Regions from separate parts of the Mus musculus genome. Here all the other regions are linked to region 1. A link is a contact called in public Hi-C and HiChIP or PLAC-seq data. All regions are on one chromosome and are shown on one strand. The core of a region is the stretch at or near the end of the contact, and the rest is flanking DNA. Distances in the headings are between cores, read along the strand shown. Region 1 holds the start of Parp11 (poly (ADP-ribose) polymerase family, member 11). Region 2 overlaps Tspan11 (tetraspanin 11). Region 3 has its middle 34 kb from the start of Fgf6. Region 4 holds the start of Fgf23 (fibroblast growth factor 23). Region 5 overlaps 9330179D12Rik (RIKEN cDNA 9330179D12 gene).

What was found. A called contact is a pair of places that touch in the nucleus more often than the background predicts. HiChIP or PLAC-seq counts read pairs in DNA pulled down with a chosen protein or histone mark.
Region 2: a contact with region 1 is called in an H3K27ac HiChIP or PLAC-seq map of trophoblast stem cells, with 4 times the contacts expected there. The contact joins the enhancer-like site here to the promoter of Parp11 in region 1. A contact is called at or near these places in 7 of 39 promoter capture datasets (3T3-L1-derived adipocytes, cranial neural crest, embryonic stem cells and 4 more) and 6 of 115 datasets of contacts at active chromatin or transcription factors (astrocytes, embryonic stem cells, neural tube and 2 more).
Region 3: a contact with region 1 is called in an H3K4me3 HiChIP or PLAC-seq map of bone marrow-derived macrophages, with 3 times the contacts expected there. The contact joins the enhancer-like site here to the promoter of Parp11 in region 1. A contact is called at or near these places in 11 of 39 promoter capture datasets (the C10 cell line, the HPC-7 cell line, cranial neural crest and 6 more), 6 of 115 datasets of contacts at active chromatin or transcription factors (the NIH/3T3 cell line, bone marrow-derived macrophages, embryonic midbrain and 2 more) and 2 of 9 other capture datasets (adipose tissue and macrophages).
Region 4: an H3K27ac HiChIP or PLAC-seq map of embryonic stem cells shows a contact between it and region 1, with 8 times the contacts expected there. The contact joins the promoter of Fgf23 here to the promoter of Parp11 in region 1. A contact is called at or near these places in 14 of 39 promoter capture datasets (the 3T3-L1 cell line, the C10 cell line, the HPC-7 cell line and 10 more), 2 of 15 datasets of contacts at CTCF or cohesin (the NIH/3T3 cell line and large pre-B cells), 3 of 484 Hi-C or Micro-C datasets (cortical neurons, nephron progenitors and uterus), 11 of 115 datasets of contacts at active chromatin or transcription factors (T-cell acute lymphoblastic leukemia, acute myeloid leukemia, embryonic forebrain and 7 more) and 5 of 9 other capture datasets (adipose tissue, embryonic stem cells, liver and 2 more).
Region 5: a contact with region 1 is called in a Hi-C map of erythroblasts, with 2.2 times the contacts expected there. The contact joins the enhancer-like site here to the promoter of Parp11 in region 1. A contact is called at or near these places in 11 of 39 promoter capture datasets (the C10 cell line, the HPC-7 cell line, embryonic stem cells and 7 more), 1 of 15 datasets of contacts at CTCF or cohesin (CD8 T cells), 53 of 484 Hi-C or Micro-C datasets (B cells, the Ba/F3 cell line, the C2C12 cell line and 32 more), 40 of 115 datasets of contacts at active chromatin or transcription factors (the 230-238 cell line, CD8 T cells, DN3 thymocytes and 31 more) and 4 of 9 other capture datasets (adipose tissue, embryonic stem cells, liver and 1 more).

What each region holds. Positions count from the first base shown.
Region 1 is chr6:127,451,252-127,456,381 of GRCm38.p6, reverse strand. It overlaps Parp11 (poly (ADP-ribose) polymerase family, member 11), which reads right to left and starts at 2,755. Exons shown (of 9, transcript NM_181402.4): 1 at 2,560-2,755.
Region 2 is chr6:127,932,366-127,937,495 of GRCm38.p6, reverse strand. All of the region lies in intron 3 of Tspan11 (tetraspanin 11), which reads right to left. It overlaps Gm38903 (a long non-coding RNA gene), which reads right to left. Exons shown (of 2, transcript XR_869464.1): 2 at 61-5,130. It overlaps Gm15870 (a long non-coding RNA gene), which reads left to right. Exons shown (of 3, transcript XR_003956523.1): 2 at 681-820; 3 at 2,355-2,807. Among named protein-coding and RNA genes, the nearest start is that of Gm38903, 6.3 kb to the right of the region's middle. Within about 2 kb of position 2,160, at least 11 of the 459 cell types and tissues checked have an H3K27ac peak or open chromatin away from gene starts, as enhancers often do. A contact at or near this core is called in trophoblast stem cells, where this site is marked.
Region 3 is chr6:126,979,278-126,984,407 of GRCm38.p6, reverse strand. No RefSeq gene overlaps it. Among named protein-coding and RNA genes, the nearest start is that of Fgf6, 34 kb to the left of the region's middle. Within about 2 kb of position 2,392, at least 22 of the 459 cell types and tissues checked have an H3K27ac peak or open chromatin away from gene starts, as enhancers often do. A contact at or near this core is called in the HPC-7 cell line and bone marrow-derived macrophages, where this site is marked.
Region 4 is chr6:127,069,927-127,075,056 of GRCm38.p6, reverse strand. It overlaps Fgf23 (fibroblast growth factor 23), which reads right to left and starts at 2,155. Exons shown (of 3, transcript NM_022657.4): 1 at 1,817-2,155. The coding sequence starts at 2,027.
Region 5 is chr6:127,159,884-127,165,013 of GRCm38.p6, reverse strand. The region is part of intron 1 of 9330179D12Rik (RIKEN cDNA 9330179D12 gene); the gene reads right to left. Among named protein-coding and RNA genes, the nearest start is that of Ccnd2, 11 kb to the right of the region's middle. Within about 2 kb of position 1,948, at least 75 of the 459 cell types and tissues checked have an H3K27ac peak or open chromatin away from gene starts, as enhancers often do. A contact at or near this core is called in the 230-238 cell line, B cells, CD8 T cells and 8 more, where this site is marked.

The DNA of each region.
Region 1 (5,130 bases), core at 1,506-4,005:
GAATGACCCCTCTAGGCTCCTGTATTTGACTGCTTAGTTACTAGGGAGCGGAACTGTTTGAAAGGATTGGGGTCTTGTTGGAGGAAGTGTGTCACTGGGGGTGGACTTTGCAGTTTCTAAAGCCCAAGCCAGATCAGTTGGTCTCTTGGTCTTTCTCCCTCTGTCTCTGTCTCTCTCCCTCCCTTTTTCCCTCCCTACAGATCAGGATTTAAAACTCTCAGCTACTTCTCCAGCACCTGCCTGCATGCTATCATGTTTCCTACCACGATGATAATGGATTAAACCTCTGAAACTGTAAGCAAGTCCCCAAGTAATTGCTTCCTTTTGTAAGAGCTGCCTTGGTCATGGTGTCTCCTCACAGCAATAAAACAGTAACTATGACAACCCCTCCCTCTTTGGTCTTGGAAGCACTTTCTCTGTACCTGGCACTGTACACAGTGCTTAGGGTTTGCTTTGCTTTTCTACTTGGATTTTAAATTCTCCCAGATGTTCATGGCTTACGATGGCAATTTTATTCCTTGGGCAGAGCTAGACAAGCTTTGCAGGTGCCCCGTCCATCAAAAGAAACTCACAAATTATTAGTGAACGCCACGAATGCCAAGTTTATTAAAAAAAAAATAAAGAAAGTCAAATCAAAACTAAGCTGTGGGGGCTGGAGAGACAGTTCCATGGTTAAGGTCTTCCAGAAGACCAGGGTTTGAGTCCCACCACCCACATGGCAGCTAACTCCAATGCCAGGGAATGTAATGCCCTCTTCTGGCATCCGAGGGCACTGCATGGATGTGGTACCCAAACATACAGGCAATCAAAACACCCATAAACATATGAGATATTTTTTTCAAAAACTAAGCTGTGTTTATTGACAACATTCTGGTGCTCACAGGAGAAGAAAAGGTAAACAATCAAGGCCAAAACCAAAATAAAGAAAAACAATACCAACAGAACTCAGCCATATGAGGATGGGCCAGAGCACAGAAAACACAAGGCTGTGTGTTCATTAGTAATAACAAAAGTCAGCTTGCTTAGCAAAACTTAAAAGTCTTACCTATGATTTCACAGAAGAGTGCTCCCTCCCACCCCCCCTTTTTTTCCCCAAGAAAATGGTTTTTATAATAAACCAAACACATGAAACCCTCACTAGATCCTTTGTAATTCTCACCAGGGTATAAATGGCCCAACAATACAGATAGAAGTGTGATCCTGAAGGAAAGAGGTACAGAGTGAGCACAGAACCCTTAGTGCATTCCTGTGCCAGTCACTGTCAAGAATTCAACAAGCATTTCTTGTGCAACAGGAGCTGTTCTCTAGTTGAACACACAACTCAGAGGATTTGAAGTACGTGACCTTGAACAGAATATATACACTGCTGACGTATGTTGTGGGGAAATCAACACAAAGGGGCGGGGCGGCTGGTAAAAACCAACTCCATATTGACATGTAAGAGATGGATACTGATGACACTTAATAGTTAACAGTGAACAGCGTGTATGTATGAACAGCTATCCCAATTTTGCTAAAATCACATCCAAACGTATACTTTCCTCTGCCCTGATCTGATGACAGTATTAGTGTATGAATCAAAACTATCTGGTAACTGTCATGATGGAATGGGATGGAATGGAACTACAATGTGGACTGAATCCCAATTCATGGGCTCATTTCTAATCAGGTACTAACTTTCAGACGTGGGAAAATTTACTGATAGACTTAACTGATAATACACTTAAGTAGGAAGTAGGTTACTGGTTTTGTGAGGGAAAGCAAAAGGGTTACTTCAAGTATTGACTTAGAGGGTTATTGAAGTCAAATTAATGGTTAGCTCAGCTTCTGAGGTAGTTTCACAAACTAAGTCCACAAATTTCTTGAAATGCGATTCTGCCCATCGACCCCGAAGTTTTAAGTTCAGCGTACATTTTTCTCACTATTACATTCCCATAACAAGATCTGAATACTCTTGACAAATAGATCTGAATCCTCATTCATGGCGGGTAGGAGTTTGAATGAACGAACGAATGAATGAACGAACGAACCAATGAATGAAAGCAAGTATTAAAAAAAAATGCCTGCAGACATAAGACCTACTGAAGGCAAACAAAGGATTCCAGATCATTGTTCTAACCACGGAAAGAAAACATTTAAGAACGTCATCCCCTGAAACTCATATAGAGGATCCTCCATGCTCTGTAGCTCCAAAAAGAAGGAGCAACGAGGGTGCGGGGGTCGAAAGGAACTAGCAGGTTCGAAAGCCAGTAACTTCAACTGGAAAGCAGAATACAAAATATAAAATGAGGGAAAAAAGCGAAGACAGAGAAGCCCCCGGAAGTAAAATCAACAATCGGGAAAGGAAAGCAACAGCGTAGAAGCGGCCACCGAACGCTCCCACGGCTCAAAGCTGCGAGTCCACGGCCCGCAGGAGGCCCCCGCGAAGCGGGACAGCCACGACCCCGGAACGCAAACCCCCAGCCTGAGGCACCGCGGGGGCGAGTTCCCGGGAACGCCTCCCCGCCCTTCTCAGGCAACCCCGCCCACTGGGCCCGCCCCGTCCCGCCGGCTACTCACCGGATTCGCTTCCCACATAACGGTGCGAAATCGAGCGGAGAGAGCCTGGGGGAGGGGCTAGCCGTGGGGTCGATATGGTGGGCTTTTTCCGAGGGTCCCCAGGAGCGAAAGGACCGAAAGGCACCCTTTACGGAAGCCTTCCTTCTCCCCCTCCCCGTCACAAGCTGGCGTCTTCGGACCATCGAACCTCCCGACTTCCGCCTGGATCCAGCCAATCAGTGGCGGTCCCGCCCACCGCAAACTCGCTCCGCCTCTATGGCGCCCTTGGAACTTCCGCGCGTGCTGTCGCGGGCCGCCTTTACCTGTGTGGTAAAGCTGTTTGAAGCCGGCCATCATACCCACCACGTGATCGTCAAGCGTGGCAGGCTGCGTTTCCTCCATGCAGAACCTACGTTTATTAAAGATCACCTTATACCGAGTTTAGTGGCCAACCAAGTACTAGGCCTGAGAAGCACAACTCGACCAATGGCTTAAAGGTTAAAGCTTCAAACCTCTTTGTTGTTTGCAACATCCTCGAATTGGAGGTGATGATAGTTCTACCTGAGGGTGTAAATGAGCTTGCTGAAATCAGGTGCTTAGGTGTTTGCAATCTAGAAAATAATAAATAAATAAAGGGAGCTATTGGCCACGTGTCACTGGGCTTGGACGTGAACACTGACCAATATGTTGTCCCTGTCCTCGTGGATTTTAGAATCGACAGAAGAAAGCAAAAAGTAATTTGGAAACGCAAGAATGTAAAAACGTGAAATTTTAGACAGCATGGCAAATATGGAGGTTTCCAAGCAGGTTTACCTGAGTGCCTTGAATGCTAAGGCCTCAAATAGGTTCTTACACCGGTCACAAAAGAGGTACGATGGAAGAATATTCTTAAAGGCAAAGAAGTAGTGTGAGACTATAGGTGTATTTTTAAAAATAGGTCAAAGAATGACCACAGATTCAGAACCTGATTGTTTTTTACATTTTAATATATTTTTCCATTCCCATGTGTATGAATCTATTTCTTCAGACTATAGCATTCCATAGTTTACATGTTACACACATATCTTAAATAATCTACTGTGAGAGACACAAGTTACTATGTAACAAAAATTACTATAATCACTATTTTTGTTCAGACATTCATTAACCTCTTTGGAACGAATTCTTAGAAATGATACTGTTCAATAAGAAATTCTAAAAATTGTTGCCAAATGGTTAACCAGTTGCCCAAATACTTATTGCATAGCATAATTATTTTTTCTTACTACTTTGAAGTACATTTGCTAAATTTGCATGCATATGCATATATACATATATTCCTGAATATTCTTATCTGCTAATCCTCTGCTTATTCCTATGCTTTGCCATGCTATTATAATGTATAGATTCCTAATGTACTTGCTCTTTGATAAGAAATATCTCCTAATTTTCTTTTTCAGTTTTTTTCAAAATAATGAGTTCTCATCCAGAACACACTTCTTCCTGTATTTCAGGCCATGTGTCGGGAGTCGGGCTGGGCTGGGTATATGAACCCAGAACCTCACACATGCTAAACACCTCTTCCACCACTGAGTTATGCCCCTCCTGCCTAGGTCTCTGATATCTTTAAGTACATTAAAGCTATTTTTACAACAACCTTTATGTGTTTGATTTGGCTATTTTATAGGTTTTTTTTTTTCCAAGTGAAACAGTTTTCATTGCTCTAATTTAGGAAAGCTGTTGACTTTTGTAAACTTACCGTGTCATATCACCTTGCTAACTCTTAAGGCTTCAAAGAAAATGAAGTATAACTCTCAACCCTCAAAAGATTTTGTCCTAACTTCCCTGGTTAACTTGCCTTGTCGAGACCCACTCGGCCTTGAAAAGGACTAGCCCACAGTTGCTTCAATTGCTACTGCTCCCTTCTCAAGGCTAGCTAGCATCATCCTGATACTACAGCTTATTAAAAGTAATCAGGATCTATTCGTGTAGCTCAAGGTCATCTCAAATGTTCCATCACCCAAAGGCTGAGATTACGGTCATGTGCCATCACACCCAGTATAAAATTTAATCATAAGTAAAAGATAAATTAAACTAAGAAAGTCTTATAAAACTAACACACTATGACAAGTATAGTTAATTTCAGGAGTGTAAGGGCAGATAGAAGAATAGTAAATCTTTTCATGTCATTCGTCATATTGATGACCCAGCTTGAAACAGATACAGCAATGAAATAGAAGAAGCAACTGATAGCATTTAAAAGCCTTTCATATATGAAACTAGGGATAGAAAGAAACCGATTTACAAATAATAGTGTATTTAAAGAGTGTTGAGAATCACCTAGAGACCCTTCTTACTGCATTTAAGACTGAATGAATATTATCTTGTTCTATACTTTCTCAAAATTTCCTAAAGTTTTAGAACATCTTATTTGCAGGCAACATTATTGTATGATTAAAGTGCACAGATCGGCTCTCCTTCTCACTGGACCTGCCTGGGCCCTTTCAGGTGTTTGGAGTTGAAAGTCAGGATGACTTACATCTTACTTTGCTAAAGAATGAAATGAATCTTAGACTCTCTAAAATATTCCTAAATAGTTTCTAATATATTCTA
Region 2 (5,130 bases), core at 911-3,410, 480 kb before region 1:
GCTTCAGGTACCTGACTGTGAGCCTGTCTCCTGGCTCCCACCTGGCTGTGAACTATCATTAGCACTCCTGAGCCTCATGGGAGCCAACAGGTTAGGCCCATATGATCTGGGAGAGGACTAGACAGGGACAGGGAGTGTCGGCAGAGCACAGGCACCCGAGGGACAAGGAACAGAGGGAGGTGAAGAGAATAGAGAAGTGAGAGCAGATGGCCACTAAGAAGAATATCTGCCCTCTCCCTAGGCCACATAGGGGCAGCCACGAAAGTGTATTGAGATCACAGGATTTAGGAAGGCCACCACTGGGTGACATCTGAGATGAAGTAGGGGAAGGTATGTGGGCAGGAGAAGACAGCTGTAATGGGCCCTCAGGAGGGCAAGACAGAGCCATTGTTCTTTGCCTGATGGGCAGGGCTTGGGAAGCACACACAAAGGGCGTGGGATTTCTTTCATCTCCTAAGGAAAGAACCCTGGCGAAGCTGCCCTTTCAATTAAGTCTCGGCCCTTGGTAATATCTTTGCATTCTCTGCTCTCAGCACTGTGGCTAGCTACCATTGGTGACCAGGAAAACTTGCTAGTCTTTCTAGATGGGGGTTTAGACTGCCTGTCACCCAAGGAGCCTAGGCAGAGAGGACAAAGTATGTTCCTGATCACCCTTTCTGTTTTCTCCTATGTTGTCATAGAAAATAATACAAGGCCTGAACATTCAAGCTTTGCCAGTTCCTCCCAGATGCACCCCATCATTCCATGGATGAAGATATGGAAAAGACAAGAGTGGGGTGCCATGAGTGTACAGACTAGACATTCTGTGATCCCATCTGCGGTAGGCATTGTCTAGGGTTCTGTTTGTCTAAACAGGGCTTTCCAGGCTCCAGGTATGAGACTCGGGACTCGTAGTATGGGAGGGGTTATAGGCTCCCCAGGACACATTCCTTGGCACCAAGACTCTTCAACCTGTTAGGATAGATGGTACTGAATGAGACCCAGAGTAAGCTGATGCATCTAAGAGGTCTATGATGCCTGTGTCTGCTCTCAGGAAAGGGCATGAAGACACCGAGAGAGCTGGTGGCAAGCTTGGCATCTGTGACAAGTCAGGCTCTTGTGCTCACTGGGGCTGACTGAATGGGCACCACTGCAAATTACAAAAATACTCTCAGACCAGGGTGGTATACTTCCATAACAGCCATGCGGTTGCTGTGGTCCTTGTACGTAGGATACGAGCTTCCAGGCATCTGTGGAAGTCCTGAGCATGGACTTGGGCTTTCAATCCCTTGCCAGTGGCAATGGTGGCATCGCCTGCCCTTTCCATCCCGACTGGTTAAAGAAGTTGACTTTCCAGAGCTCTGACGTGCTTCCTCACAGAGCATAGCCAAGTGTAGGCTTGAGGTAAGCAACGATTCCAGACAGTGTCAGGGACTAGCAGTCTAGATAAGCAGAGGACAGTCCTGGAACTGCCTGGCCCACTAGAGAGTGTAGATGCATTGTCACCACTCAGGAGACTGTCCCACTACTCCACAGTCCTCAGGGCCTCAATGCTTCTAATATGTTTTCCCTTTTGGTTGGCTTGAGGTTGTCCTCCACTCTCTTTACCCTTTACTAAGGGTAGCCTTTGTCTTGCCATACAGGACCCATAGGCAGGGACTACTGGTCAACCCAGACCTCTCAAATGTATATTAGCATGTCCTCCAAGATATCAGGAAAGAGGTGATGGAGTGCCTGTCCCTGAATAGCAGTATTAGGCTGCTGGCAGCTAGGAGATCACATCCTGCCACCTGCTTCTCTGTCAGCTCATGGGTACCAGACCTGAGGAGGTGGCTGTTTCATACTGCTCCCCTGGGGAAATCACTACTGTGGTAGCTCCTCAGAACAGGTATAAAGAGGGAGGAGAGAGACATGAAACCATGTCCCATCTCTGGACTCTATGGCAGGTGAAACTGGGACTGCTCAGATTATCCAACAGGCCATGTGACATGTGTAAGGTGTCATGCGGAGGAGACACCTTGGTACTGTGTGAAATGCCAAGGGAGCAAGGAGTGATGCCCTGGCGTGATCAGGTGTCCCAGGAAGCAGGGGTGGAGCCTGGCGTTTTGAGGGGACTGAGCTGGCCACAGGTGACAGTTCAGGCAGCCATTCCTACTGCAAGAAGATTGCAGATGTGTGACTCACCTGGGAGAGAGATAAGCCCTGAGTCATAGCTCCCTGTGACAGCTTCCAGGAGGCAGGCAAAGGGCTCAATGGACCCTGCAGCTCTGAGCACAGGACTGATTGGTCTTGGTAGTTTGCTGCATTTGTGATGGGAGGTCATGAGCCCTAGGAATGCCTTAACCCTGCTGCCTCCTCCTCTACACTTTACTCAGCCCTTGAAGACTCACAGCACGATCATCTCAGTCCCTTGGTATGAGTCAGAGAGCCTCCCCTTGCACCCCAGGCCATCTGTCCAGCCTTCAAGCTTTTGCCCCTGCCACTGGCAGTGCCTACCTGTCCTTCATTTCCCAGCTCAGCCCTGAATCTACAGTGCCAACCCCTGAAGATGTCCACAGCACTGCCTTCCTGACACCTGCCTGACTCAGCCTTGTCTCCTTGGTCCTCTTGTCTGGACTCAGTGGCTTCTGATCCCTTCCCTTGCTGCTCCACTGCTCCTTTGCTCTGGGGAGGTCTTCACCTTCAACACAGCAAGACTCATGGCTCATGGCTGTCTCAGTTGCTTCTGCCGAAGAGCTCAGTCCTGTCTCCCCAGAGTAACTGTGAGCTTCTTGGGAAAGGAAACACATCTTGGAGTTCCCTGGCTCTTCCACTGTGCCTGGTAAGGTTAGCTGTATGCTCGGGAAACACCCTTGGGTTACAGGAGGAGTGAGCGACAACAGGAACCCGCAGCAGGGTCTGTGCTGAAAAGTTGTTTTATCTTCTGTCTGGAAGGCAACACAGCTGCTACCTCGGTTCAGGTTACCCAATGGTTCACTTATTCTGGAAAGACTTTGCCTCCAGGGACTGGTTGGCAAAATCTGGAGACAATTTTTCAATTGTCACAGGCGGTACAGAAGGTACTATGGGCTTCCAGAAGGCAGAACCAGGGTGCCACTGACCTTTGAAGCATGGGACAGTTTCTACAGTGCGAAACTACCCAGCAGACATGTCAATGATCTAGAGATTGGGGAAGTCTGAGACACATTCCCCCTCAGGTTCTCAGGCTGATGCTGAGAGTTAATTTGCATATGTGTCCCTAGGCACTTTGCAATGCACAAAAGAAGACTGGAGAAAGTTATTCACTTGCCAAGAAGCGAGCGATGGGACCCAGGAACACAAGCATTAGAAGGATTTGACTCTGCCTGTCTGGGAGGACACATCTGCACTACTCAGTGTGACCTGAGCAAGGGTCAGGAGGCTGGAGTGATGCCTAGGGTTGTGTAACTACTTCCTTCAAAGGGAAGCATCCTCTCAGGACACAAAAAGCAACAAGAGTCATAGGCCTCTGCCCAAGGTTACATAAGCAGGAAGCAACTGCTGGACAGGGGAACATTTGGGTGGAGCTGGCTGCAAGATGTGCGTGGAGTGCCAGGGATTCAGCCTCATCTGTACTGGAGTGAGCTTTCCAGGCAGAAAGCTGCTTTTTGGTCCCCTACGCTCCTGTGACAAACACCAATAAACTCATTGCTCCGCCAAGGTGGACTCGGGTGGAATTGTTTCTTCCATATGTTCTCGCTCTTGGTGACCTGGGGAAGAGGTGTGTTGCCATGGGAATTGCATAGATGTGGCATTTGCATGGATCTGGGGGAATCGAACCCCCATCCTCATGTTTGCACAGCGAGGTCTTTATTTCTTAGAACCATCTCCCCACCTCCCCCCACCCCCGATAATTCTTTAATAGAACAGTTTTAACTCAAAAAAAAGTTAGATACTTTTTAAAATGACAGAGCTGCGAGGACTCTGGGACTGCACAGTAGTCTCTGAACGAAACCAGTGTATTTTATAATGAGAGGCTCTGCAGGAAACATGTAGAAATACGTCTCCCTAGGACATTAGGGCAGTTAATTAGAAACAGTCTTCAGATGGACTCACCCCACACTGGGGCAAGCCAAGTGCCTGGTAATTTCTAGGTCAGATACGCAGGGGCAAATGACGCAGGGCGGCAGCTCGGCATCTATTTTGCTATCTTTGAGGTCAGTTTTAAGACTTTTATAAAATTGCCATCTCAGACTTGCGCTGCTGTGTGGACTCTGCCACAAACAAGGAAGCTTTACCAAAGTGCTCCTCCTTGGTCCCCCTCACCATTCTGCACATGAGATTTAAAAGCAAAAACAAAATCAGTTTGCAAGGCTTGCCAGCAGACCACCACATAACCGTTAAGGTGCTGGTCCAGGAGGGCCGGGACTCATGGAGATATGAGGCTATGCTCAGAATAGTCTTGAAGAAAAAGCAGACTCAAGACGTGGCCAAAGTTAACCGGCAGTGAGAAGCCCTTCCTCCCCCACTGAAAATCTCAGCAGCTGAGTGTGAAAGATGACAGCAGCAGGGAATGGGGGAGGACCAGGGACTTCAGACCAAGCCAAACCGGAAAAGACAGAGCCAGCTGTTTAAGCAGCAAGTGACCTTGGGGCAAATTATTTTCTGACAATTACCCACCAGCTGGAGGCACTTGGCTATTTGCAGAAGAGAGAGGATGTAGACTTGGGAGCATCAAGTCATTCCTCTAACAAGATGTCACTGCTGGAAGGTCAAAGGTGACCTCTAGTCCTCCTGGCGCCAGTCCAGTGCTCACAGACTGGGTCAGCGGGCCACAGCCTTACCTAGCTAGATGCTGGGCCTTAGCCATCCCACCTGAGAGCTGGGAGGTGGTGCCAGTCTCTGCTGGGGGGTGGCTGGGAGGGGGGCTGGGCAGAGACAGCACCAGAACTGGCATGAAGGTAGCTGAGACAGTGCAGCGAGGGAGCTAGCAGGTCCTGAGGAGGAAGGAGGTATTCCAGAAGTGCAGAGGTCATCCAGAGTGCAGGGCTAACTGCTGGGGCCCAAGAGGACCACTTTGCCTGTGTCCAGGCACCATGGAAGCAAAACATAGTCCCTGTGAGACCAGCCAAAGACAGGTGCCTACCAAGTTTCATGTCGGGACTTCCCGGAGTTCCATCTGAATGGGCTGAG
Region 3 (5,130 bases), core at 1,143-3,642, 470 kb after region 1:
GAAAACATAAACTGTCCAAGGTCATAGCTAGCCAGTAACAGAGCTAGTGGAGAGGGACAGAAATGGCTGCCTTGCTGGGTAATATGCAAGCTGTTGTCTGAGAATTGGTTGCTTTCTGGTGTCTATTTGAGAAAATGCAATTGCTGTTCAGAAATCTACTACTGAGGAGTCACCGTGCTTTATTTAATTTAATAAAACTTTTAGAGACAGTTATTTAAGTTTTATTGCGAAGAATCTACTTGCAGATTTCATTTTTTGCTTTCTGTTCAGGTTTCTACCTTTTCTTTTTTAACCTAAAGACTTAGGTCCATCAGCTCTAGAAAACATTTAGCCACAGGGATTGTCTAAATCTCCTTCCTGGACCCAAATATAATGGGATACATAACTCATAATATGGAATATGGAATATCACACAGATTAAAGGCCGATGCAATAATAATAATAATAATAATAATAATAATAATAATAATAATAATAATAATAATAAAAGATGTTAAGAGTCCTAAAGGAAAACACATGAGAACATACTTATGATCCTTGGTATGATAAAGGATATCGCAACTAAGACATAGAATCTAAACTGTAAGGAAATGATAGAATGCCGGGATGAACACTTAAGTCCTCTGTGAAAAAAGAAAACATAGCATGAACTGGGAAGACAACATAGAACCTATGAAGAGGGATTTGCAAGGATGGCTTGCAAAAGCTTAGCCTTCCAGACGGACAAGTGACGATAAAGGCAACCTGAGCAACATCATCCAAATGAGTACTGAAGACTCACTCATTCATCAATCCACAGAAACAAAGGCAGCCAAGCGCCGCCCAACAGGCACATTCAGTGCTACTGGGGTCCCCGGGACCCAGGGAAATGCAAAGCAGAATGGCAGGGAGTATTGTTTTGTTTCGTATTGTCAGAATAGTAAGGCTGAAACCCTCTGCTGAGTTCACATGAGGATCTGTGAGAAGGGAATACATATCCATCCTTTTAGGAGAGTCATTTGGTGCAACCCCTTTTGAGTTGAATTTAAAGCATATCTACTAAATTTGAAGAAACTGACAGTCTACAGTCCATAAAAGCTCCTTATACGCCCCAGAGAGATTCTAACGTGCCTCTACACAGCTGTTGGAGCACAGGGCAAGTGGCACAAAGGTGGACACAACCTCAAAGACTAAGATAATGTGTCAGGCAGAGGATGCACCTCGGTGACAGAGCGCTTGCATGCCTAGCATGCACGAGGCCCTTAGATTTGTCACCAGTACCCTCCTGGCCCAAAAGAGCTGCAAGCAAGATTAATAAAGCTGCTAAACCTAATTATACACTGGACCTCAATAAAGCAAGCTGAGTCATGTGTAGAAAACAAAGCTCTCAATTGTCCTCCTCACAGTGACCCTCAATAGTGCCCTGTTGCTATGATGCAACCATAAATATGAAAAATAACAAAACTGAGATACTGCAGGACGCTGAGGAGACAGATGCTATGACCCAATGACATAAAATCACCCCTGATTCCTCTCTCCAGTCCATGTCCTTGTCACACGATTATCCAAATATGCATTCTCTCAGTCTACCTCTTGAATCTGCTTTAATCGACTGTGTGGCCAAAGCAAGCATGGGTCAGTTCTCTCTCTCTCTCATCCCCAATTTCTACTACTTGATCAACCCAGAGGATGAGACCCAGTGAAGGAAAGAAAGCGGTGCCAGGAACATCAGAAAGTAAGCCATGCATTCCCACCAGCCAAGCCCAAGTGCCAAGCCCAGGCCATCCACCAAATAAATCTATGGCCAACTAGAGACTCATCAATAAGCCAAGGAGAGCCCAGAAAACCGCCAATGTGACCCACTATACTACAAAACATAAATGTTTATCAATATCTGATACAAGAGGAAAAAGGGAAGTGGGCCAGCCTGGATCTATGGTGCTTGATGTGCTCTAAAAGAAGAGCCAAGTGCTGGGGTGCGCATCTGTAATTCTAGCATTTGTGAGGTTCTGGCAGGATTATGAGTTCTGGGAAAGCATAGGCTACACAGTGAGACCCTTACTAAACAAACAAACAAACAAACAAATAGCAAACAAGAGACCCTTTACGAAAACACAGCACAGCATTATGGTTTAACAAACATAGGGACTACATGTACAAGAATGTACATGGGTAGGTCAGCTGAAAAATTTCATTGAACTTTTCTACATTTTTTTGGATGCATTTTATAACAGAGGAAATTCAATTAGAAAATGTTACACCAGTCAAAATGATTCAGATGATTCTTAGAAAGAACAAAAAGTATTTATCCACTTCCTCTCTTAGCTCACCACACAGCATGCAGCCCAGGACTGGTCTCCCACTCCACCCCAGGACTACGCCCCTCCCTTCCTTCCTAACACTGAATCCTCTAGTTTCAGCTGCTCATCTGGAAAGCAGGAAACATCTCATCAGCTAACCAGCAAGAGAGCTGCAGGAGATAGCCAGGGACGTGTGGCAGGACAGCTACTTCCTATCACAGTTCTGTGGGTAGACTCGGATTCCTCTAACTACTTCATCCTATTGTTATGTCTAAAATTTAGGTTCACTTGACAAAAATCCACCAGTTCGTCCTGCTCCACTCAAATACAAAGTTAGTCACCTACCCTGTGACTTCCTCCTGACATTCTAACCTGCCCGACCCTTTGTATCTGAAACTTTCCACTACTGACACAGGTGGTGCTGTCTGCCTGCCAAGAGGATTTGGGCTTGACCCACTGAGAATAACAAGGGCTTTTAGAGGATACCCACTCAGTGCCAGAGAAAGGCAGAGCTAAGCCCACTGCTCTCAATGGATTTGACATCTCTTTTGGACCATGCATTGCTAATGTTTCTATTTTGACTTGCATAGCACTCTTGTGTTTTGTTCTGCACTGGCTGTGTATCCTGGTCATATGTTGGCTGGTACTTTGAGTTACCCTGTGTTCTTTTACCAACTCCTCGAGGACATAGTGTTTTAAGTGACTTAGTATCCCTACTATCTAATGAGAGGAAGGAAGGAAGAAAAGGTCAGACAGGAAGGAAGATAGGAAGAGGAGGCAGGCAGTCAGGAAGGAAGGATAATAGCAAACATTTATAGAATGACTATATGCCAGGTAGTCTGCTCATATTTGATCCTTCCAACTACTCAATGAGGTAGATACTATTATTAATTTCCAACCAGCTTACCAATGAGAAAGCATGCTTAAGAAGGGTAGGTAATATGCCTAATGTGACAAGCCACAGTGCATAGATTGGAGCCAGCCTTTACCCTAGATTTGTGTAAACTCTTCAGGCAATGCTCCCGGTTTCTGACGCTATGCTGTTGCTTGGATTTGAAACTTTTGAATACAGGGGAGCTAACAGGAAAATGGGTTTCGATATAAAGGGGAAAAATGAGAGAAGTCTAGAAAGGATGGGGAAAAGATCTGTCCATATGCTCTCCTCGTGGGTCACACCTGTCTATGACACCACAATTCCTGCTGGATACGGATACATCTCCAGAGAGGAGCTGGTGGCTGTTTTTTTTGTGATGAGTTCTCTGTTTCTGTATGATAGATGTGAATAACAATGACCTTCATAGGTTCATATATTTGAATGCTTAGGGATTGGTATTTGAAAGGATTAGAAGATATGGCTTTGTTAGAGGAAGTGTGTCACTGGGTTTGAGGCTTCAAAAGCCCAAGCCAGTCTCACTGGCTCTCTCTTCTTGCTGCCTGTGGATCCAGATGTAGAACTCTCAGCTCCTTATCCAGCATCATGCCCACTACCATGCTGATAATGGGCTAAACCTCTGAAATGATAAGCAAGCCCCAATAAAGCATGCTTTGTTTTTTTTTTTTCATAAGAGTTGCTGTGGTCATGGTGCCTGTTCCCAGAGGACACTGGCTAAGAAAATACGAATATGCAGATGGTTCTATGTGTCCCTTGCTTCTGAGATCCTCATTATTCATAGTCATTCTCTTCACCTTCCACAGGAGCTGGAAACTCTGCATTAGTGAATACCGGCTACTACTTTTCAGAGAAATATCAAATTATGTTCCTGCAAGTCTCTGTCCACATTTCCATGATCTGATCAACACATCTTCATTGGTGTTTCTGTTTAAAGTCACTTTATTTAATATGTACTGTTGATTCATTAACATTGAACTCTTGGCCAACAGCATTCTAACCCATGCCGTATCTGACCCCTTCTCCCCATAAGGCACATCTTAACGTCTTTCTTATCTTTATCTTTATCTTTATCTTCTTATCTTTATCAACACTGGACAGCACTTCAGCAGTTTGCTTTTGGACCATTTGAAATAGCAAAGTAATTAAAAACATAGAAATAAAAAGCCACAGCACTAAACATACCAAACGAAGCATTTCCTGTTATGAACTGAAACAAGGCAGTAAAGCGCCACTCTGCCCACGGGCACTAGGGATGTGTATATGAGCAACTCAATGGGTTGGCTCCTCCATGAACGCTCACCAAGGACTGAAATCCCCCAGCAGGGATTTACATGCATGTGTTAGCTATGTTCCCATTGCTGGGATATCATGACCAAGAGCAGCCTGGTCACAGTCCATCGTGAAGGGAAGTCAAGGCAGGACCCTGCAGGCAGGAACTGAGGAAGGAACATGGAGGAGTGCTGCTTCCTGACTTGTTTTCTGTGGCTTGCTCAGCCTGCTTTGTTATACAACCCAGGACCACACACTCAGGGGCTGCACTACCCACAGTAGGCTGAGCCCTCTCACAGAGTGACAAATCTACAAAATGCCCTAAAGCCCAATCCGATGGAGGCACTTTCTCAATCAAAGCCCACTCTTCTCAAATAACTCTGGCCTGTGTCAATATGACAAAAACAAAACAAAACAAAAACCACCACCCCCACCAAAAACCAGACCAATACCAAAACTAAAATAAACCAAACCAGCACAATATATGATCTGGATTTGATGAAACTGCTTTTGTTGCTCCCCACTGTGTGCATGCATGTGTGTGTGTGTGCGTGTGTGTGTGCATGTGTGTGTGTGTGTGTGTGCGCGTGCGAGTGTGTGTGTGCTGTGTGTATGTACAACTGTCCACATCATGGACGCCAGTGCACTGGGTACAAGGCTTGCCATTATTCTATTGAGACAAGGTCTCTC
Region 4 (5,130 bases), core at 906-3,405, 380 kb after region 1:
ATTTAGACTGATCTCACACATCCTCCCTACCCAAGCCTGGACTGTTCCAGACTGACCACCTTTCAACAAAGAGATTCTATGATTCTAGGAAAGTGGAATGCACATCCTCTAATCAGAAGCAAATTTCCAATCTCTAGAACCAAAATAGTTCACCCTTATCTACTGTCCAGTACTTGAAATCACATGTAGTATTGCAGCGGAAGTCAGGGATGTCTTCCGGAGAGAAGGCTACAATGGCATTTCCTAAAAGTTGAATAATGCACCGGGAGACAAGAGGTCTATGAAGAACTATGTCACATTTCCAGTGGCAGAGGGTTGTGTGGTGTCAGGCACCTTGTAAGTCCTGTCCACAGAACACAAACAGTTCTGGGAACCCATGGAATGTACCCACATTTACTCCAGATTCTCCACATCAGCCTCAAACCTGACTTCCAAGAGGTAACCCCAAGCCCCCCTTTAGACCCCTGAGTTTTGGAGCATGCCTTGTGTTTGGAGAGAGCCTTTCTCCTCCTCTTCCTCGTCCTCCCATTTCCTGTCAGTGTAGCCCGTGGGCAGGTGTAAGCTGCTGGCTTTGCGTGTGCCTGTACCTGGCTGCTAGGTTTAAGGTCTGTTGGTTTCTAGCAGAGAGAAGATTGTTCGCACAGCAAGGCCACATCCAGGAAATGGGCTCACCTACTACAACAGCACAGAGGCGATCATAATCCTTACAGAAAGTTCTTTAGTGAAGTGCAAACTGCCACTGCTCAGTGCTCTACATGGCACAGAGCCTAGCTGCATCTTCTGTACCCTCTTGGAGTAATTTTTCAGTTTTGTTTTGTCTTATTCTTTGTGTATAGCTGTCTTGTCTGCTTGTATTTCTGTGTACCACATTTCTTCAGTGCCATCAGAGGTCAGAAGAGGGCATTGAACCTCCCGGAATTGGAGTTATAGATTGCTATAAGCTACCACTTGGGTGCTAGACTGGACCTGGACCCTCTGTAAGAGCAGCAAGTGCCCTTAGCTGCTGAGCCATTTCTCCAGCCCCATTTAGAATACTTTTTGCTTGTCTGTAACATAGAACATGTGTCTCTTCCAATACCCATCTCTCTTGCCACTCTATTTTCTATGTGTTATTCCTTATGCTGGAAGGGGCTTTCAGTTGAATACATCTGGTTGATTGACAGGTATGATTAGTGATCCAATTTTCCATAGACTCCATCCTTAAGAATATTCCAATTGTTTCACATCACCAGTGAGTTCACCACTAGCTAATCAGTTTTGTTAGCAACTAAACACATTTCAGCTTCTCAGAGAAGAACCACCAACCAACCACACAGGACGCTTCTGAAGTACCCTGCACACCTGCTGAGTGGATGCATTCAGTCAGACTTGCTAAGACAAAGCAGCTTGGTGGTCTGTCTTTAACATAATGTCTCTTGAGAAGGTTTGCTTTAGTTTCCAGACAGTCTCACAATGTAACCCTGACTAGTCTCTCCCAGTTAAGTTCTGTCTGGGTTATTCTTCTCTTTGAGCCCTTGTCTTTCTGTCCATCTTTCCCTCTAATTCTTGAGCAGAAGAAAAGAAAATTATCTCTCATTATTGGAAATGGGTTACAATAGCAATTATTCAGGTTGAGAAAAACTTGTGAGTCAAATAATAAAGGGGAAGAAAAAAAATCTTCCTTTTAGGTTACACACACACACACACACACACACACACACCCCAAAACTATGCATACAAGAAACTAGACAATTTATCTAGCCCAAGGTTTCCCCAATACCTCTGTAGGTCAACAGCAGAGAGTTTCCCCTCTTCCCAACCTGGAACCCATACTCACTGTAGATGGTCTGATGGGGGGTGCCATCTACATGACCATCCCTATGGATCTGTAGGTGATAGCTGGTCCTGGCTGTAGCCGTGTACAGGTGGGTCAGGCTTCCCCAGTTGGAGCCAAGCAATGGGGAAGTGTCCGGATAGGCTCTAGCAGTGCCCAAGCTGCAGACAGTGCAGAGCACGCCCACCAGGAGTCTAAGGCAGGTCCCTAGCATTGCACAGCACTGAGTGGCTAATGCTGAGTTTGAAATCTGACACTCCCAGACAGGCTGGGCCCTTGCTGGCCTTTCTCTTCTTCCTAGGAAGAAGCTGAGAACTGAGGTGGGGATCCTGGGCTAGATTCCCTCCTTTTTTCCCCGGGACTTTTAAAGGGTGGTGGTGTGACATCAAGCAGGAAAAACAATGCCGCCACATCCTCTGTGTTGTAATCATCCATTCAAAGAAAAAGCCCAGACTTCTTAGGCTTGCGGAAGGCGCGTCAGTTCCAGGCACACACATACATGCACGCACACACCCCTCAATTTCAAGCCAGTGCTCCCATAAGTGAATGATGTGTGGGCAAAAGTTATCTGTGACCCTGGGTCATTTGTTGACCTGTCCCCACTTCCATCAGGAAGTGTGAAGGCAGCCAGCAGTACTGAAACAAACAAACAAAAAAAACCCCAGAAAACCAGAAAGCCGCCTCCTCGCTAACTCATCTCCCTCCAGTGTCCTTGTTTTGGTTTGCTTAAGCCCTTTTCCTCCAGCTGCCAAGTGTGTTCTTGGAGCTTACTCCTGGCTGTTGCATCTGGCAAGTGTCTTGATATATGGTCATAAGTGATGCTATCAGGCAAATGAGACTCCCCCCTACCCCCATACACAAACCCCAGGAAGGGTGTTAGGTGGGAGCATGAGCTCAACACCTCCCATCACCATTCCCAAAGACCTCAAGGCAAGAAGAAAGAAAACAAGGTCTTGAGGTCAGCAAAAATGGCAAGATCTGGTTTCTCAGTTTCCCTCGTCTGGATGAGGCAGGGAACTAAACTGGCAATTATGGCTTTGCCAATAGGAAGGAGACTCATTTGGAGGACTGGAACGGCACTGCTGGCTGATCAGAGGAATCAGAGGGCAGGAAGCATCCAGGAGCTGCAGGACTGGGCACCTCCCCAGCCCATGTCCACACCCTGGGACCTTGTATGAGTGGATGCCTCACTGCAGAAATTGCTCTGTGCATGCCCTCTGTGGAGGTGCGTCTGATGCAGCGGTGTGGGGTGTGGGGTGTGGTGTGTGGGGTAGGAGGTTGAAGGCAGACTAACACACACAGTCCATTGGAAGGCAGACTGCTGGAACAGACATCAGCAGTATATGGCCACAAGAAAAGGACTGCTCACTCAGTGTCCCAGGTTACTGAGTTCCTACAACAGATGAGTATCCCACAAGATAGACATCAAAGCGGATGGAAGAGAGAGCAAGATGTGACAAATCAAGCGGAGGAAGCAGATAAAGACGAGTAGCCATCGTGTAAAGCACATGGATGCTTGCACACGCCAAGGCAAGTGGAGATGCCCGTTCCACCTCCAGTTCCAGTTGGGTCCAGGCTTCTGTGGTTTACAGAGTGTTTTCTCATCCACTAGTTCTTTGAGCTTCACTGCAACTCTATAAGACAGGCACACTGTGCTATTACCATTTAAAACTTGTATTTATTATTAACTTACTTATTTACCAAGACAGGGCCTCACTATGTAGCCCTAACTGGCCTCAAACTCACGGAGCTCTGTCTGCTTCAGTCTCCTGATTGCTGCGATTAAAGATGTGTTCACTAAGGCTGGACTTCAAAACAAATGTGTGTGTGTATGTGTGTGTTGCCATTTCTGAGAGTGTTCATGTGTGTATGTATATGTGTTTGAGTAGGATCAGCAGGCAACCTCAGGGTTGCTCCTCAGGAGCTGTGCACCTTATAGCAGCGAGCCCCTGGCGTCCTCCTGCTTCTCCTTTCCCAGATTGAGATTATAAGATTGTAAGTGGGCCCTGGGCATCAAACTCAAGTCCTCACACTTATGTGGCAAGTGCTTTGCTAACCGAGCCATCTCCCCAGCGCTAATACTTTAATGTTATACGTGAAGGAGCGGAGAGCTAGTCTGTAATGCCGAAGTCACAGAGTCATACCCAGTAGAGTTAGAACTAAGTCTACCGATGCCCCAGGATGCTTCTCCAGGATGAATCATAGCCACAGCTAATGCTCACTGAGAGACCACTAGTCCTCTTAATAGCCTGGTTATTTTTCTCTTGTGCTAACTCGTTTAATAACCCTGTAAGGAGGCCATTACATATTTCCTTTATATACATATGGAAACCAATGGGAAGGGTCTATGTAACTTGCCTAAGTATAGGTGGCCAATGCACACAGAGGGTGCTGGTGACCAGCCTGGACTCTGGATTGAATGACACATTAACTCCCACAGCCCATCAGAGCCAGAGCTGTGTGACCTACCCCTTAATAAGAAAGACTAGGTAGCAAAGACATCACTTTTTTCTTAGTAAGCCAAGCTCTCTCCCAGGAGATATAGGGAACATGTGTGTGTCACTCCAAGGTTAGATAAAAGTTGCCTGACATTTAAATGCTTATATCTGAGTCTTATTTAATAGATTATTAATTAATATTTAATGGCCACAAGGGAGAGTGGTGGCACATGCCTATAACCCATCATTTTGTAAATAGAGGCAGGAGGATCAGGAGTTCATGGTCATTATCAGCTATAAAGGAAGTCTGAGGCCAGCCCTGGCCACACAAGACTCTATTTCAAAATATGAATGTCTCCAGCTCCTGGTGCTATCGACTTGGGCTGCCCTCAGCCTTTGTTAGAGAAGTGTCATTGTGCTGTGGGCAGCAGCAGAGACATTATTGTTCAATGTGTCAAGAATGAGAGGCTGAGGGCTGGAGAGAGGCCTTAGCGGTTAAGAGCACTGACTGCTCTTCCAGAGGTCCTGAGTTCAACTCCCAGCAACCACATGGTGGCTCACAACCATCTGTAATGAGATCCGATGCCCTCTTCTGGTGTCTGAAGACAATGACAGTGTACTCACATACATGGAGTAAATGAATAAATCTTTAAAAAAGAAAGAGAGAGAGAGGAGAAGAGAGGAGAGGAGAGGAGAGGAGAGGAGAGGAGAGGAGAGGAGAAGAGAAGAGAAGAGAAGAGAAGAGAAGAGAAGAGAAGAGAAGAGAAGAGAAGAGAAGAGAAGAGAAGAGAAGAATGAGAGGCCCTAAACTGGACATCTATATCAACACCCACCCTCACCAAGGCACAGAAAGCATCCCATACCAAGGCACAGAGAGCA
Region 5 (5,130 bases), core at 699-3,198, 290 kb after region 1:
TATATAAAAGAAAAAAATCAACATGTATATTTTATTTTTATTTTCCTGCCTAATTCTATTTGGGTGCCTGGATTTGTGTGGATTTGAGTTACTGCCTAGTGTCCTTTCACTGAGGCTGCAAGAGCTCTCAATATTTCCCCGACTCTCTCCCTTCCTGTGCTAGACATCTAACACAGCACCTCTTTGTGTGCCAACTGTGTGTACTCGCACTGATCCACACTTCTAGCTTCCAGTCGGTACTTTCTATGTGATCCCCTAGCAATAAAGTCTGTCAGTTTTTGTTTATCCGAAAATACCTTAATTCCTCCTTGACTTTCTCTTTGTGCATGTGTTTGTGTGTAATGTGAAATTATGCACGTGCACGCACAGCCGTGTGCATGTATATGTGTGTGTGTGTGCGTAGAGACCAGAGATTGGTGTCAGGTGTTTTCCTCCATCTCCCCCCACCTTCTACACTGAAGTAGGACCTCTCACTTGCCCTCACCCTTGCTGGAGCTCTGTTGAGGCTGTGTTTTTCCTTAAGTGACTTTCCTCTACAGATTGTGTGAAGTCTATGTTTTTGGTCATCTACAACTTCCTCCGAAGGGTCTGTGGGGTTTTCGTGTTCGGGTGATGCTCAGACAGGCAGTTCTTTAAATTGTCTGAGACCATATGTCTCCCAGCCTTTATGGAGGGACTTTGTGTCTGTTACAGCATGCCTTCAGCAATCTGTATACTCTTTAAGGTCTTGGCTTTACTTCACTTTCTGTCCTCAGCTGAAAAGGTGAGTACCTTTGCAAGATTTCCCCCCAGCATATACATAGCCATGCACGTTGCTTTCCATGTCCTTAGAAATACATCAGGAAATACTCAGTGGTTAAATACACTGAGTACTCTTGCAGAGGACGCAAGTTCAGTTCTCAGCACCTACATGGCGGTTTAAGACCATCTGTAAGCCAGGTTCCTAGGGCTCTTAAGCCCTCTCTTCTAACCTTCCTGGGTAGCAGGCACATTTGCCGTGCACATGCATGAGAGCTAAACTCATGTGTACGTAGACTCTGCATGGACAGCACACACACAGGTCAGCTTTCTGGCACCGGAACCAACATGCAAGCTGTTTAGTTTCAAGGAGGAAGGTTTACCTTGGCTCCCCATTTCTGAGCACTCTGCCGGTGATCTTTTGTTCCCACTGCTTTGGGGTCTGTGGTGAGGCAGCACACACCTTGGTAGTCAAGGTGGCCAAGAAGGAGGAGGGGCTGAGTCACTGGGACCCCAATATATTCTTCAAGGAGTCTCTTTCAGGACCTAACATCCTTTGCATACGTCTTACCTTATCCCATTTGCACCAAGCCTTTAACCTAACTGCAGGAGGACAATCAGGGCTCAAACTACATGGGGCCAGCAAGACGGCTGAGAGAGTAAAAGGTAAAAGTGCCTGCTGCCAATTCTGATGACCTGTGTTCGATCCCCAGGACCCATGTGTTGGAAGGTGAGAACCAACTCTGTAAGTTTCCTCTGATGGTCACACAAATACTTTGATATGCACCTCCCCCACCCCAACACATGCACACAATAAATGTTAAAACAAACAAACAAACCCAAAACAACAGCAAAACAAACAAACAAAAACCCTACAACAGCTCTTCCCCTGGCTTGGCTTTTTAACAACAATAACAACAACACAGTAATAATAATAAAAAATGTCCCCTTCACAGCAGTCCTGACACCCAGGATGTCACCCAGGCAGATGAAATGCTAAAGAGTGACCAGTGACTATAAGAGCGCAGGGCTGCTTGCCCAGAGCAGAGACTGAATGAGACCAAAGCTTCTAGAATGGAGCACTTCAGGAGAACTGCCTGATAAAAGTCAGTGGCTTAAAAAAAAAAAAGTTGGAGAGGACTCAGGACAGAGGCAGATGCACACAGAGAGGTGAAAGTCACGGGCCATGGGGGAAACACCAGGAAAGCAGAAGTGAGCCGTGAGAAGTGGCCAAGGTCAGCCAGAGAGGGTGAGTCACCAGGAGACCAGAACAGAAGCAGGAAGAGCGATAGGAAATGATGGCAACACTGTTTAAATAAAGACAGCCCCCCCCCCAGAAGCCTGGGCTTCAGAGTTTGCAGGAGTGGGTGGGCTGCTCCACCCTCTCTGCCACTGGCGAGGAGGAACGGCAGGTGCGAGTAAGGGGCAGATGCTGCTGGTGCTGGCTTCTAAGGACTTAGTGCTTCCTCGGTTTGAGTTGTTTACACATAGCCTATGCTATTCTAAAACAGTGCATTTTTGCCTTATGTTCTGTAAAACAGATCTCTCTTTAAAAGCTTCAACACCATAGAAACATTTGTCAAACAGGATGGTATCATCAAATATGTGATTAAAAATCATTACAATAAATATCAAGTCATTAGGATACATAGCACTCCTCCACGAACCACTCCCCTTGCTTTGGACAACACTGAAGTGGATGTCTAAGATTTTCTGTACTTCCAGAATGGTGTGGGTGGGTTTTCACACCCCGTCTACTGAAAATGAGGGCATCCTTGGTATCTGTCCGAATAGGGATGCACTCAAGACTCTGGGGACTGGGCTGCGATGGAACATGTGGACAGCAATGAAAAGTTCCACCTTTTCACTAGCTACACATTAGGAAGAGACAGAATCCTTAGCAGGCAGCCTAAGGCCAAGGGGCTGATGTCCAAAGAGGAGACAAGATGAAGGACCCACACTCACAAGTACCTGGTAAACTGAAAGTCTTAACTATGGTTATGCCTTGTTCTGCCATTTTTCATGGCAAAAGGCAGCACTGTGAGGCGTGCATGGGTGAAGGTGGCTGCTGCCAAGTCCGATGACCTGTGTCCAATGCCCAGGACTCACGTGGCAGGAGAGAGAGCTGCTGATTCCCACAAGTTGCCCTTGGATCTCTACTCAGGTGCTGTGGCAAGCACATGCAGACATACATGTTCACATGTGTACATGCATGCAGACACATGATAGATTAGATAGATAGATAGATAGATAGATAGATAGATAGATAGATAGATAGATAGATAGATAGATAGATAGACAGAAAGATAGACAGATAGATAGACAGATTAGATAGATAGATAGATAGATAGATAGATAGATAGATAGATAGATAGATAGATAGATAGATAGATAGATAGAAAGATAGACAGACAGATTAGATAGATAGATAGATAGATAGATAGATAGATAGATAGATAGATAGATAGATGGATGGATGGATGGATGGATGGATGGATGGATGGATGGATGGATGGATGGATGGATGGACGGACGGTTGGTTTTAAAACATTTTTTGCCAGATGGTCAGGAAGTTGAGGTTCCCATTTCTGGATAGTTATATAACCTTTTGTAAACCATTCCCCATACCTTGGTACGGGAATGTCACATGGTTCTTGGGAAGAAGCTACAAAAAAGAAGCCAGCACACGGGTTATCATACAGTAAACAGATGCACACCCAGGTTCTAACTCTGGCTTTGCAGGAAGTGTCCTCTGACATCCAAGAAATAAATACTGCACAGAACTGCTCTATCATGGGATACCCTTCTGAGATATGAGCTCCTCCCCAACAGAGACATTCCATCACTGATATGTGCCAGGGATGCTCTGAAGGACTTCCACATGACATACTGGAGATAACCCCAAAATGCTATGATCATACCCATGTTGGTTCCAGGTTGAACGGAGCTGTGGCTTGTGTGAGATCTGAGTGTTCCCTGGGGATCCATTATTATTAAAGTCTCTGTCCCTACATGGGTACCATTGGGAGAATAAATAGTTCCAGGTTATTCTAGGAGAAAGTTCTCAGGTTATTGGGTACATGTTGTGGGGTCCATACTCATAGTCTCCCCCTTCTATGACAATGCAAGCTCTTCCACACACAGTCTCCCAGGGCCATGCTGTCACTAACAAAGGCAAAACCAAAGGGGCTGCCTAATCGAGACTCTGACATTCCAAAACCGGGAGCCAAACAGCCCCTTTTCTCTACTTACAAGCCAAGCAGGGGCCTCCAGTGTTCCATTAGAGTGATGGAGACCCAATTAACCTCACAGGCAGATGAGGGGTGGGCACACCTCTCCTGACTGCTGGCCAGCACTCTTCTCATGATTCCATTAATCCAAAGACATTTTACAGAGAGATGTTTAGGAAGTATACCAAATACAATAGTTTATTGACCACATCTCCCTTTTTCAGTAGCCACACTGAAAAGCGCCATGTTTGTAATTCTAGGAACAGGTATCTTGCTGGCTTTCCCTGAAGCAGAGAGTACCCAAACAATTAGGGTTTCTGATATAGTCAAAGCATCAATATTGAATGAGAAAAAAAAATGGGACCTAGATATTTCCCCTGCATGTCGCTAGATACTAAGACATGTCAAAAAGAGAGAGAGGGAGGGAGGGGGGAGGGAGGGAGGGAGGGAGGGAGGGAGGAAGGAAGGAAGGAAGGAAGGAAGGAAGGAAGGAAGGAAGGAAGGAAGAAGGATCCTGTCTAAATACTGCAACGTGGTGGAATCTGCGCCATTCTTTTGCCACCAACAGACCTGACACTGTGTGAGTTCCACACAGCTCAAAATTAGCCTCCCTTAAAGAGGCTCACTCAGGCTGTAAACTGCCTGTCACTTAATCACTTGGAAGAGGATCTTCAATTCAGAACCCACTCCAAAACAGGGGTATATGCTCTAACAGGATCTGTCCTGAACACGCCAGGATTTCCTTAAAACATCCCAGAATAACATTATATTCCATACATCCTCATTCTCAATATGCCTTTCAGACTTGACTGTATTCTAGTGGCCAGGGATTAGACAAAGACTACTGCCTCTCAGCAGACAGCAGGTGAAAATGAATAAGAAGACTCCAGCTGTCAAATGAGGTTAAGAGTCTACAAACTAGTGAGGGAGTGAGAACATCGGCACCGTTTAAGATCTTTATATAAAAGAGAGACTACACAGACGCTGCCGATGCTGTGTGGATTGGAGTCCCATTTTGTCAGTGATGGTAAGGGTGGGTGATGGTAAGGGTGGGTGATGGTAAGGGTGGGTGATGGTAAGGGTGGTGCCTACAGAGAGCTGAGGAGGGATGTAAAGATCCCTTATTACAGCCAGTGGATTCTGTGGATGAGCAAACTCTGTC